Linked DNA regions of Rattus norvegicus: region 1 is linked to region 2. Evidence: chromatin contacts called from public Hi-C data. All regions are on one chromosome and are shown on one strand. Each heading gives the region's core, a stretch centred on a gene start, on an enhancer-like site or on the middle of the called end of the contact. The rest is flanking DNA. Distances are from core to core; before and after follow the strand shown.

Region 1 (5,712 bases), core at 218-2,717, 320 kb before region 2:
TTTATTTCTGGTCCTTTATTCAACTCCATTAGTCTATGTGTCTGTTTCCGTCACATGCCTTTGTCACTATGAGCTTATTGTGTAATTTGAGATCAGGTATTACAGTCCGTCCAGTGTCGCCCTTTCTACTCTGGGCTTTCTAACTCCAGGGCTATTTTCAGCGTAGGAGCTTGACTCCTAACCACTGAGGATGGCTTTCCAGGTAAGCCTTGCTGTCTGAAGTGGGCTCCCTGTTCCCTGAGTCTTTCGGCTTGTTGGGAGGGAGTCCTTCTGCTCTCCATGGCTGCCGCCACTGCTCTGTCTCTCCCTGGGCTATAGCAGGTGGAAACCAGGCTCCTGGGTGGTTTTCTGTTCAGCTCCCGAGGGTAGCTCAGCTTTTAACTTTAGGCTGATTGCCTTTCACTTTGGTGTCCAGCCTTAGCCCCCTGATCATATGTAGGGAGACCGAGGCTCCTTTCCACTGATCACTCACCATCTGGAGGAATGACTGTCTTACTAAGGTTTGTAGCTAGAGCTCAGGTCTGTAAGGATGTGGGCGTATCTTTTGGGAGCTCACCAATTGGTTCTTCATGTGTACTCTTGCCTTACCTTTCGAGAGGAGTTTGCTTCTCTGCCAAGACAATGACCTAAACTAGCCTTATCCGAGTTTATTGTGAAAACTAATTGATGTGAAAAGATATTAAACATTTAAAAACCATTTGCAGACGTTTGAAATGGTGTTTTTTTCAGATGTTTATACACTTAATTTCCTTCCCTTGGATCCTGACTCTTTAACGGTTAGAAATGATTTCTTTTATGATTTATTTTTATTACATACTTTCCACGGTGCAAAGGATAGCACTGCTAATCGTTAAATGTCACTGTCTGAATATATGTTGGGCTTTGTTTCATTTCTAGTAAGCGGTTTTTCTTCCATGCATTTATCTTAGCTGAGTAGACTACTGACAGAATGCTTTCCCTCGTGTATCCCCTTTTCTCACCAGTAGGGGGCACCTGAGGATTTTTAACTGCATCTTTCGTCTCTTTATTTCAAAGAAGCTACACTTAAGTTCTACGTAGATTTTTTTAAATATTTCTTTTTGAAATTATAGTATAATTATGACATTCCCACTTCCTCTTTATCCTCCCAAAATCCTCTCATATACTCTTTCAAATTCATGGCCTATTTTTTCTTATTAATTGATTATGTGTGTGTGTGTGTGATATCAATATATCAATTAATCAAAAAAGTATGTATCTATGGAACACACAGTTTTAATTGATATATATAAATTAAATATATAATTGATATATGTTGTATATATCAATTAAAATTATGTGTGTGTTCCCTAAATACATAAATGACAACATTCCCAGCATGTATAACACTATTTGCATGAATGTTTTCAGGGCTATCCATGTGGTTCTGGATAACCATATAGTGTGTTCTTCCCTGGAAAGACTATTCCTTCCACTATCAGCTCTCAGCAGCATTCTTCGTTACTTGTAGCTCTTTGTGTGGGCTGAGGCCTCCTGCGTGACCTCTGCCCGTGCTCAGCCCGTGCTCAGCCCGTGCTCAGCCCGTGCTCAGCCCGTGCTCAGCCCGTGCTCAGCATGTCTGTTATTACTGCCCTTGCTTAGCTCACGCTAAAGCAGTCCTACCGGTGAGACTTCATGAGTGTAGCTTCTGACATTCCTAGGAGACAGAATTACAAAGCAGGCTCCCTGTTTCTCTCACAAAATTTGTGCTTCGTCTTCCACAAGGATCCCCAGTCTTAGGTGTGGGATTATCTATTGGTGCTGGGTTCCACAACTTTGCATCGTGATTGGTTGTGGTTCTGTAATTTGTCTGCTGCAGAGAGACGTTTCTTTGATGAGAGGGGAGAAAACACTCATTTGTGGCCATAAGGACAGATATTTAGAATGTAGTTAGGGATTAAACTGGTTTAGTAAAGTGGCAGTTACAGATTCTCTTTCAAGACTGAAGACTTCAATGTTCCAGGGTAGTGGATAGGTTTCCAGTACCAGATACAGTTTCCCTCCTATTGAGCAGGTCTTATGCCTAATTATAGAGCAGATGGTTACATCAAGATACTCATACAGCAATCGTTCAGAGCATCATAGCTGGGTAGGGCTTCTGGTTACGCTGTCCTTTGGAAGCTTGTATGGCAGTTTCTCCTGCCATGAAGGATAGTCCTGAGGGAGAAGGCTTTCAGGTTATTTCAGCTCAGGGACCACTGGGCCCTGCGTCTTAAGTGCATGTCTTCTGCCATAGGGGCTACCCTTCCACCTCTGATGACAACCAAGGACAACAGCAACAGCCTGCATGTTTTGGAAATCTTCTGGGAGTTTTTTTGGACAATCCTAATCAACTACTCAGAAGAGGCCTTCTCATGCCTCCTTCTGCTGTTGTTTTTAGATAGTATGTGGCTCTTGGAGGGATCATTGTTTGCCCACATGGGAAAATTTCATTTAACTTGTATTATAGGTATTTTAAGTAGATACGTAATAGTATGACCCCTTATGATTTTTTTCAGACATCTTTATTGTTATTTCACCCCCTTCCCCTTCCATATTTATACCTGGTTTCTAATTATAGGGTGACATTTGGATACTTTTGACATTCTTTTTACATCACCCAAGTAAGCTTTTATGATTACTCTTTTTTATTGTTGTCTTCTTTTTTTATTTACATTTCAAATGTTATCCTCTTTCCTGGTTTCCTCCTCTGGAAACCCCTTATCTCATTCCCCCTCTCACTGCTTCTATGAAAGTGCTCACCCACCCACCCCCTCCCGCCTGCCTCCCTGCCCTGGCATTCCCCTACACTGGGGCTTTAAGCCTTCACAGGACCAAGGGCCTCCCCTCCCATTGATGCCTGACAACGCCATCCTCTGCTACATGTGTGGCTGGAGCCATGGGTCCCTCCATGTGTACTCTTTGGTTGGTGGTTTAGTCCCTGGGAGCTCTGTGGTTCTGGTTGGTTGATATTGTTATTCTTCCTGTGGGGTTGTAAACCCCTTCAGCTAAGAACTTCAAATCTCTGAAGAAAGAAATCAAAGAAGATCTCAGAAGATGGGAGGTTCTCCCACGCTCATGGATTGGCAGGAATAATATTGTAAAAATGGCCATCTTGCAGAAAGCAATCTACAGATTCAATGCAATCCCCATCAAAATTCCAACCCAATTCTTCATAGAGTTAGAAAGAGCAACTTGCAAATTCATTTGGAATAACAAAAAACCCAGGATAGTGAAACCATTCTCAACAAAGACCTTCTGGGAGACTCACCATCCCTGACCTCAAGCAGTATTACAGAGCAATAGTGATAAACACTGTATGGTATTGGTATAGAGACAGGCAGGCAGATCAATGGAATAGAATTGAAGACCTAGAAATGAATCCACACACCTATGGTCACTTGATCTTTGACAAAGAGCTAAAAGTATCCAGTGGAAAAAAAGATAGCATTTTCAACAAGTGGTGCTGGTTCAACTGGAGGTCAGCATGTAGAAGAATGCAAATTGATCCATTCTTATCACCTTGAACAAGCTGAAGTCCAAGTGGATCAAGGACCTCCACATAAAACCAGAAACACTGAAACTAATAGAAGAAAAAGTGGGGAAGATCCTCAAACACATGGGCACAGGGGAAAAGTTCCTGAACAGAACACCATAGATTTATGCTCTAAGATCAAAAATAGACAAATGGGACCTCATAAAACTGCAAAGCTTCTGTAAGGCAAAGGATACTGTCAATAGGACAAAATGGCAACCAACATATTGGGAAAAGATCTTTACCAATCCTACATCTGATAGAGGACTAATATCTAATATATATATTATATGTATATATATCAAGAAGTTAGACTCCAGAGAACCAAATAACCCTATTTAAAAATGGGGTACAGAACTAAACAAAGAATTCTCAACTGAGGAATATCGAATGGCTAAAAAACACCTAAAGAAATGTTCAACATCCTTAGTCATCAGGGAAATGCAAATCAAAACAACCCTGAGATTCCACCTCACACCAGTCAGAATGGCTAAGATAAAAAACTCAGGTGACAGCAGATGCTGGTGAGGATGTGGAGAAAGAGGAACACTCCTCCACTGTTGGTGGGATTGCAGACTGGTACAACCATTTTGGAAATCAGTCTGGCAGTTTCTCATAAAATTGGACATAGTACTACAGATTACTCTTTTAAAAAGATATAACTAATGCTCCATTGTTTATCAGTAAATTCCTGAATTCTAACTTCCCAGGTGGGGCCTGCCTCTTTTATCTCATACCAATATATCATACTCATGTGAGATATCTCATATCTCATTACGTCTTCATGTAAATGTCATAGTTTAACTGCTCCCAGTGCTTGGGACATTTGTGCTTCTGCTCTGAGTCCCTTTCAATCAGTTTCATGAAATCAGAGTCCAGCTGTTACCGTTGTATCATTTTTACCATTCACGATTCCTGGCTTCTCCTCTGAATATCAGCAAATAATTTCTAAAAGTCAGAAGCTCTACATGGAAACCCTGGCTCATACCTTGTTAACTTCTGTGCTAAGGAAATAAAATTATAATGTGTTTTATCTCATACCAAGAATCCCCCGTTGTGTTTCTAAAATGTCAATGTGAATGACCACATAAGCAGACACTTTACTGTATATAAAATACTCTAACCAGTTAGCTACATTATGTCAAAATGTATGTGAAATATACCAAGACTTAGAAGCTGTATTATAGGGAATAGAAAAGAACATATGATAATAAATCAATGATCCTGTCAAAGATTTATAAAAATACATCACAACGGTTTTCTGTGAAAATGCTTACCAAATAATCTTCAAATAAAAATTGAGAAAGAATAAAGAATGGCTGTTCCTTGGTGCTGGTTGTGGTAGGTGACAGTGGACACAAACGGGACCATGATGGGAAACCATCAGGGTGATTAATGTGGTCCTCCTTTGCCTCGCATCTGCTGAAACTGCAGGTCAAAGTCGGAAGATGAAACATTTGCAAAATAGACCTCTGTTTGCACTCCTGTGTCTCATGTTAACTTTAAAAATGTGATGTTTATTATGGGGTGAATTTCCCCTCACTCTTATCATGAACTCTTATTTTCATTATTTCAAAAACAGCAATAACAGCAACAGCAAAAATGAGAACAAACCAACAACTTCCTAAGAAGTGACTCCATTCTCAGCCCCTGTGACCTGTAGGGAGTTGCAGCTGAATGGAGGCAGAATATTTAAGCTATGATGTACCGCGCCAAAGGGCACGCTAAAAAACTACCCAGAATCAGAACTTCGTGTTGTCTCTAGTCCTCAAGTTTGTTACTTAATATCTATATATTAAGTAAATATGATCTATGGATACGTTTTATAATTGAGGAAACTTTCCTGGGCAAACAAGGAAGTCAGGACTGAGTCCCAATTTACCTATCTCATGTTCAGGAGATGGGCGATGAGAAGAATTTCAATGCAGAGTTGGTTTCTGCCTCCAGCTAATGGATAGTTAATTCTTTGTTGGACCAATTTACGCTTCCATTGTCTTTATAATAGACTTCGTTTTTAAAAACAAAACTATACCATAGATATTTTTATACTTGAAAAGCAAGAGCATTCCATTGGTGGAATCCACAAGCAATGCTACACTTGAATATTTTTAGAAAGGGGTGGTGATAAGGGCTGATCTCTGTGAGTGCTCATGTAGAAAACAAGATCCAGTCAAGGAAAT
Region 2 (6,596 bases), core at 1,977-4,476:
TAGGATAGGACTATCCACTTGTGGGTGCGTGGGGAAATCTATTTCTGGGCAAGAACTTTATATATAGCACCGGGGAGTAAGTCGGCTCTGACCAGGCTGCAGGGTTCCGTGGTGTAGCTCTGGTGTTTGTGCTGAAGGGGTGTACAGTATATATGTGCTGTGTGTGTTTGCATGCGTGTGTGGGAGCGCACTGGGAGGTGTGTTGGTCTCTTGAAACAGGGTGTTGAGAGAGAGAAAGAAACCATAGAGATGCTGCCTGCTGTTTGTATCTTCATGAGATCTTGGCCAGACAGGGAAAGGTAATGGGAAGTGAGAGAGTTGGGGAGACACAGCTGCTCCCGAATAGGAATAAATTTCCTGGACTTAAAAACACCTAACTTCCCTGCCCTGGAAGGTCTGAAGACTGGAAATGGTGGTTTCTGGAGCTCTCAGGAAAGCTGAATGGGAGGGCATTTGCACATCTAGGAGATGCGTGCATGTGTGGTTACAGAATTTGAGAGACCAGAGCAGATTCACTGTGGATCTGTGTGTCTCTCAGGATGCTGCTGTTCCTGTCCAAGGGAATAATAGAGGTCTCAGTCAGGAGTGTTTACTCCTTAACTCCCCGGATGTGGCTGAGACAGCGCTTACCTCTTCCTACAGAAACTGGGTGTGCAGTAGCAACGAGTACTCTAGGCTGCGTCCTACATGGATTACAGGAGGTTTCTGTTATTCTTGAGGGGACAGCTACTGAAATATTTTCACAGATTAAAATGTTACATGGAAATGAAGTAAAATAACAGAAAACAAAGATTATATATTATATATGCATATTAATGTATATATTATATAGGTATGTATGCATTGGCATTGAATGTGTATATAGTATACATACATAATATACATGTGTATTATATATGTATGTAATATACATATATATGCTGTGCACACATATATGTATTATGTACTTATGCATGTATGCAAGAATGTATGTATATGCTGTAGCTGGAAAATTCTCTCTCCTTTGAGAAAAGCAAAGCTCTGTTCTGAGATCAGATGCCAAGAGGGCTCCAGACACTCATTTCCCCTCCAGATAGACCTCTGGATGGACTAGAAGGCTGCCTGCTTGCCAAGAAACTCTGGGCAATTGTCATCTGTGGATTACAAAGCCCTATGAGTTCTTCATTGCCTTCTTCTGTCCTTATAAATTTTGTCTTCACATTGATCTAGAGGGAAAAGAAATCGGTCAATCAATACTCAAATGTCCCTTCTTTTTCTTTTGGGAGTAAATAGATCACAGTGAGATTACAGTTATGGTCTCCTGAATACCGTGGAAGACCAAGGCTCAATGAGCAAGGTGTGAAACGAGTCTGTGACTACAGTGGTGACGTGAGGGCATTACCACATAGTGTTTCAAAATGAGCCTAACTTTGCCTGGCAAATATTTGTTTTAGCCAGGGTTTGCGGCTGTGTTTTTGATTATTCATTTTTAAACAGTAGACTGCACCTCATAAACCACTTTCCAATGGACACTACAGGCCTTGACTATGCTGTCTCTGGCGCCCGTTTTAACAGATGTTTACAGTGCTTGGTAACCTATGGGACCGTCATGTGGAGTGTCTTGTTAGCTCAGGACATAATGTTTATAGCACAGCGTAATAAATGAAGCTACAGTTGCAGCCTGCTTCTGCCAAGTGCACGAAACACCCCAGTGTGGAAACAGATCTTGAAGTTGTTCCAACTTGGCCAGCCTTTTTGGCTATCTGCTGCTAAGCATTGTTAATGTACAGATAAATCTGAGTGATATGAGGGAATATGGGACACCAGATTGTTTAACTTACAACAAAACGTGGTCTCTACTTGTAAAAATCTACTAACCAGAGGATTAAGCTTCTTAGCAGTTTCCACCAGCAAATGACATAATTTTGGAGGTCCGGTTGCTTTAAACTCAGTCTCAGCCAAAAAGACCAAGAAGTGATGTGTGCTTGCTCTTCAAGACTGCATCTTTAAATATGTCAATAATGGAAATACTTCTGCTCCTTGGTGTGTGTGGCTATACAAACACAATTTTCTTTATAAAAGAAGGCTGGGTGTAGCAGAGAATGAGCACATAGTAAGTGTAAGGCACTAGGGTCAAACCCCGGCATGAAGGGGGGGGGGGGGAGCTACCCTGATGTAGCCATGATTTGAATGCTATGAGCACTTAAGTTAGAGTTGGTGAGAATTTGAGTTTGATAAGACTAAAGTCAACCCCTCAGCCTGATGTGTAAGCAGGGCAGAATGCCCTTTTTAGAAAGTGATGCTTTCCCCACCTGGAACTGCTATAGTGACAATCTTATACCCAATAATAGAGCTGCTTAGCTCGATAACTACTTCAAAGGTAACGTTCGGTAGTGTGTGACTCTCCACTTCAATAGCTAGTCTATCGCCTCCTAGAAATAGTGAATTGCAACCTCACCTTCTCCCTGGCCAATCAATTCTAGAACTTTCTTTGGAGAAAATTCAACCTCGTACCAAATCAACTTTTAAAAATTCCCTATTCTCCTATTCTTCGATTGAATCTAATTTTCCTTCCTGTTGTTTAGAAATCTTTCTATATTTGGAAGCCCTGTGCTCTTTCCCTTAAATTTTTGTTACCTGTCCTAGGAGTCTTTCTTACCACCATCGAACCTTACCCTTCTCTGTTATGAACAATTTGCCTCAAGTTCCCCATTCTCTCTGCCCCTAATTAATATATTTTGCCCAAAACACAGATTAGGAACTCTTGGTTTTATACATTCTATCTATAAAGACAGTTTAACATCTATGGTGTTTAATCAGCCGTCTCTTTATACCATTAACTAATTTCAACCCTATAAGGGAGACAACAATATGTTCTTTTCAGATTACTATGAATCTATAGTCAATGTTGTAACCATCTCACGGGTTCCTCAAGCCCACACTTGCTATTACTTCATACAAAGTGTAATAAGAGAAATAAATATAATTTTATATGCTATGTAGATAGCTCCTTAACTTTCCCTCCCTATGAAGGAGTGTACCTACCAAGAAAATGACAGGATTAGGATTTTCTGAAGATCAGCGAGTTGCAGCTGTGTGTTGCAGACAGGTTCTGACTAGGATGTATTTCTTTCATGGACCTTATTGTGTCTGCTTTCATGATCGTGAGTCACTAATGGCAATCAAACATTTATTGAAGGCTTGTTCTGCCCGAGTCCCATAGAGTGTGCCATCTGGCCCCAAATGAGGTGAAAGTACACTGGACAGAAATGCTTCCTTTGGCAACGGGGTTTGAGACGCAGGTAGAGGACATGACTAAATCAACAACTCACTTTTTACTCAGGAGGTAAATGGCTTGCTAATGTCCCAGGCAACACTAAAGTGCTCGGTCTCCATTAGAAGCTATACTCTAACATCCGTAGGCAATTAGGTCCCCATATCCTGCAGTACGTCTAGCTGGGAATTAGATGAGTGTTCTGCTACTCATGATTTCTAAGGTCTAAGCAACCTTGCTGTGAGATGGGAAAGCTGACTTATGTGTGAAAAAGGGTGGGGTTAAAAAAGCAAACCCTTTAGGGCTCATTGACTGGGAATTTACCACTCAAATGGTGATGATGAGCTCCTCTGGAACTTACTTTCCTCCCCTGAGAATATAGTAAGGTCTACCTTGTATTTCTGCATAGGATCTTTAGCATCAGTGGCTCATACAGTGATTGGTTTGAGGTCTGCTGTGATTGGTTTGAGGTCTTGGGCTTCTCAACAAATTATCAATCTCCTTGCCACCTGCTCAGAATTGTCCACAAACTGAAGGTGCATTTTTATGAACCTTCCAGCAAGGAACAACTTACTGTGCTCCATAAACATATTTGATACAATAATCACTTGATTGTTTCTTCACTAGTTTAGAAAATAAAGCAAAACATGTAAAAGAAAGATTTTCATTAAAAAAATCTTAAAAGAGACGTTTTATTTTAGTTCCTGTAACGTATGAGAGACTTATAACAATTCATTTGTCAAACAACTCTTTATTATTTTGCTTTGAAAATGTAGTTAGTGTATTAAGAATCATGTCCACTTTTCTCCTCTGGTGTTGTCATTGTAAGGGAAAGCAGAATGGAGCTATGCAGAACGGAGTCATAAGCAGGTCCCTCGCTTGCTTAAAGCTCTTGTGATATCTGATGCTGTAAGCCCATCTGGACTTGGATGATGGCTGATAAGCTCAAACTTCAATTTTCCTTTCTAATTGTCAGAAAGTCAACTTTGGTCTTGGGCAGTGTGATGACTCAGGATTTGTCCTGTCAGTTGCCTTTCCAGGGACCTTCAAGCTATGTGCTTTTTAGCCTGGAAAATGTCAATTTGGCAAAACAAAGGGAAAAATTGCCTGGTAAAGGATAGAAGAATGATGAATTGTAAATATTATATATATTCAAAGTTATCATCCCATAAGGATAGAGAAAAGTACCAGAATCCTTGAAGAAGGTCATGATAGCTGAAAATATATACCATGTTTATATTGAGCAAATAAAAGATATTAAAACAAGAAGCCAGAGAATGAAGAGAAATGATATCTCTCACATTAAAACTGTTGTATCTTATCTTTCTGAAAGATACTGCCCAAGTGATATCTGACTTTTCACAGACGCTAAATAAATATTCCATTGATGGCTTTGCCTTAGTAGTAGGAAGACATACTGAGCAATTGAGATAACAGGAGTGTCCAGAGATAGTCTGGGGCAAAGAAATGTAGATAATGATAATACCTGGAATCTAAGTACATTATGAATTTTTGTTTGAGTTCCTTAGTTCAATGACAGCACTTGATGACAAGCATCCCAAAGAGAATCCTTCCCACAGAACTTCAAAACATCTACAAGTTCAAGCAGTATGGAGACATTAATATTATATTTTATTAAAAATTATTTTTATGTATATGGGTGTCTTGCCTGCATGTAAGACTGTACACCACATGGGTACTTGATGATCACAGAGATCCTAAGAGGGACTGACCTCTCAACTAGAATCACATCCAGTTATGGCCTCCATGGATTTGTTCAGTCCTTTGGAATAGTGCACGTGCTCTTAATTGCTGAAACACCTCTCTAGCCCCTTAGGTATAACTAGACTGGACCTTCATACACCCCATCATAACCATGAAGTTTTAAGTTTGGTTGTGTGGAGTTGAGTATTTTTATGAGAATTATATCATATGAAAAGTTACTTTTAAAATAATTGGAGGAACAATGCTGAGCAAAGGAGTTCCCCCCCAAAGGGTACCAGTTGGGTCAAACCAGTGGTATTTTTTGGTATCTATGTAAAATATAAAAGACAGAGCACATATTTACTGAGCCACGAATATGTCCTTTGAAATGTGATAGACATTGGGACTATAAAAGCAGTAATTGCGACTCAGCATTCAGTTAAGAAATGCAATGTTAATAATATATAATGGTAATATTACGGAACAACTGGTAACAGTTGAATGAAAAGCAATAAACTTCAAATCATATAGTTTTTTTTAAACTAGGGGAATTTATCGAAGCTGAAGGATTTAAAGAGACAGCTCAATTACCAAAGTAGCTCCCAGACAAGTCTTGGATATAATAATTTCTTCTCTTATGTACAAAGAATTTAAAATATTTTGTGCCAGGAAGTTGGAAACTGAGGACCAGAAAGTATACCCAAAACTCCCTAGGGTTATTTGTAGCAGATCGTCAGGTGGGGTTTACTGTGGATTTGTCAAATTACGGACCTCTTCCTGTGCCTACAGAGGTTGTGTGTATATGCTCATCACTTGAGTTCGGTATTCAGGAGGCCATGTTGAGCCCAGGGCTTGTTGGAGGAGTAACTACTGCATGGTATTTCGGCATACTTCTGTTTCTCAACTGTTATATATTTCAAGTAGTAATAATTTCAACAATTCTTCTCATGCTACTATTCTAAGAGACCTAGTAATGGAGCTAATAGTAAACTTTCTCTTTAAGGATGTCCTATTAAACAAGCTTTATGAAGGAGGAGTCTGAGGTGGGCTCCTCCCCTTCCATTTCCCTATCCCATGGACATCCTAACACTTCATCTAATACAGCCTTGAGGCTTTCTCAAATTTAAGGTCATGAACCTATTACTCTAAGCTCTGCTTCTATGCCTCGTAATGTAGAGGACGTTTGGAAATATATTTACTATGAGACCTTAAAAGAGTTATATGTTTTTAAATCAGGGTTGCTGAATTTGTGTGAGACCATCTTTATGAGAGATGAAAATAGGAGTCTCTACCATGGGAGAGTGACAGATTTATTACTTAATTCTATCTTTCTGCTAGGCTCTGTTATAGTTTGGTATCTCCTATTAACATAAATTATGTAAATGGAATATTTTTCGCTTAGTGTGGTTTCTATTGTTAACAACATAATATTATTTGCTGGATCAATAATGTATACAATAGGGTTATTTTAGCTAACAGTTCTGAATAGCTATGGCTGCCAGGCCACATATGAAGATTTTCGTTCTGCTAACAGTTTGTAGTCAGTGCAAGGTAATACATAACAAGGGTCAGGGAACATGAATACGTGTCTTGCCTGGTCTTTTCCTCTCCTCTTGTAAAGTCATAACTATTTGGTCAT

What was found. Hi-C and Micro-C count contacts between places; a contact is called where the count stands out from the background.
Region 1: a contact with region 2 is called in a Hi-C map of liver, with 4 times the contacts expected there. The contact joins two enhancer-like sites. A contact is called at or near these places in 8 of 12 Hi-C or Micro-C datasets (the Rat2 cell line, Schwann cells, frontal cortex and 4 more).

The regions. Positions count from the first base shown.
Region 1 is chr2:54,844,711-54,850,422 of GRCr8, reverse strand. No RefSeq gene overlaps it. Among named protein-coding and RNA genes, the nearest start is that of Fbxo4, 68 kb to the left of the region's middle. Within about 2 kb of position 1,467, at least 5 of the 93 cell types and tissues checked have an H3K27ac peak or open chromatin away from gene starts, as enhancers often do. A contact at or near this core is called in liver, where this site is marked.
Region 2 is chr2:54,524,656-54,531,251 of GRCr8, reverse strand. It overlaps a transcript of Ghr not described here. Among named protein-coding and RNA genes, the nearest start is that of Ghr, 96 kb to the right of the region's middle. Within about 2 kb of position 3,226, at least 1 of the 93 cell types and tissues checked has an H3K27ac peak or open chromatin away from gene starts, as enhancers often do. A contact at or near this core is called in liver, where this site is marked.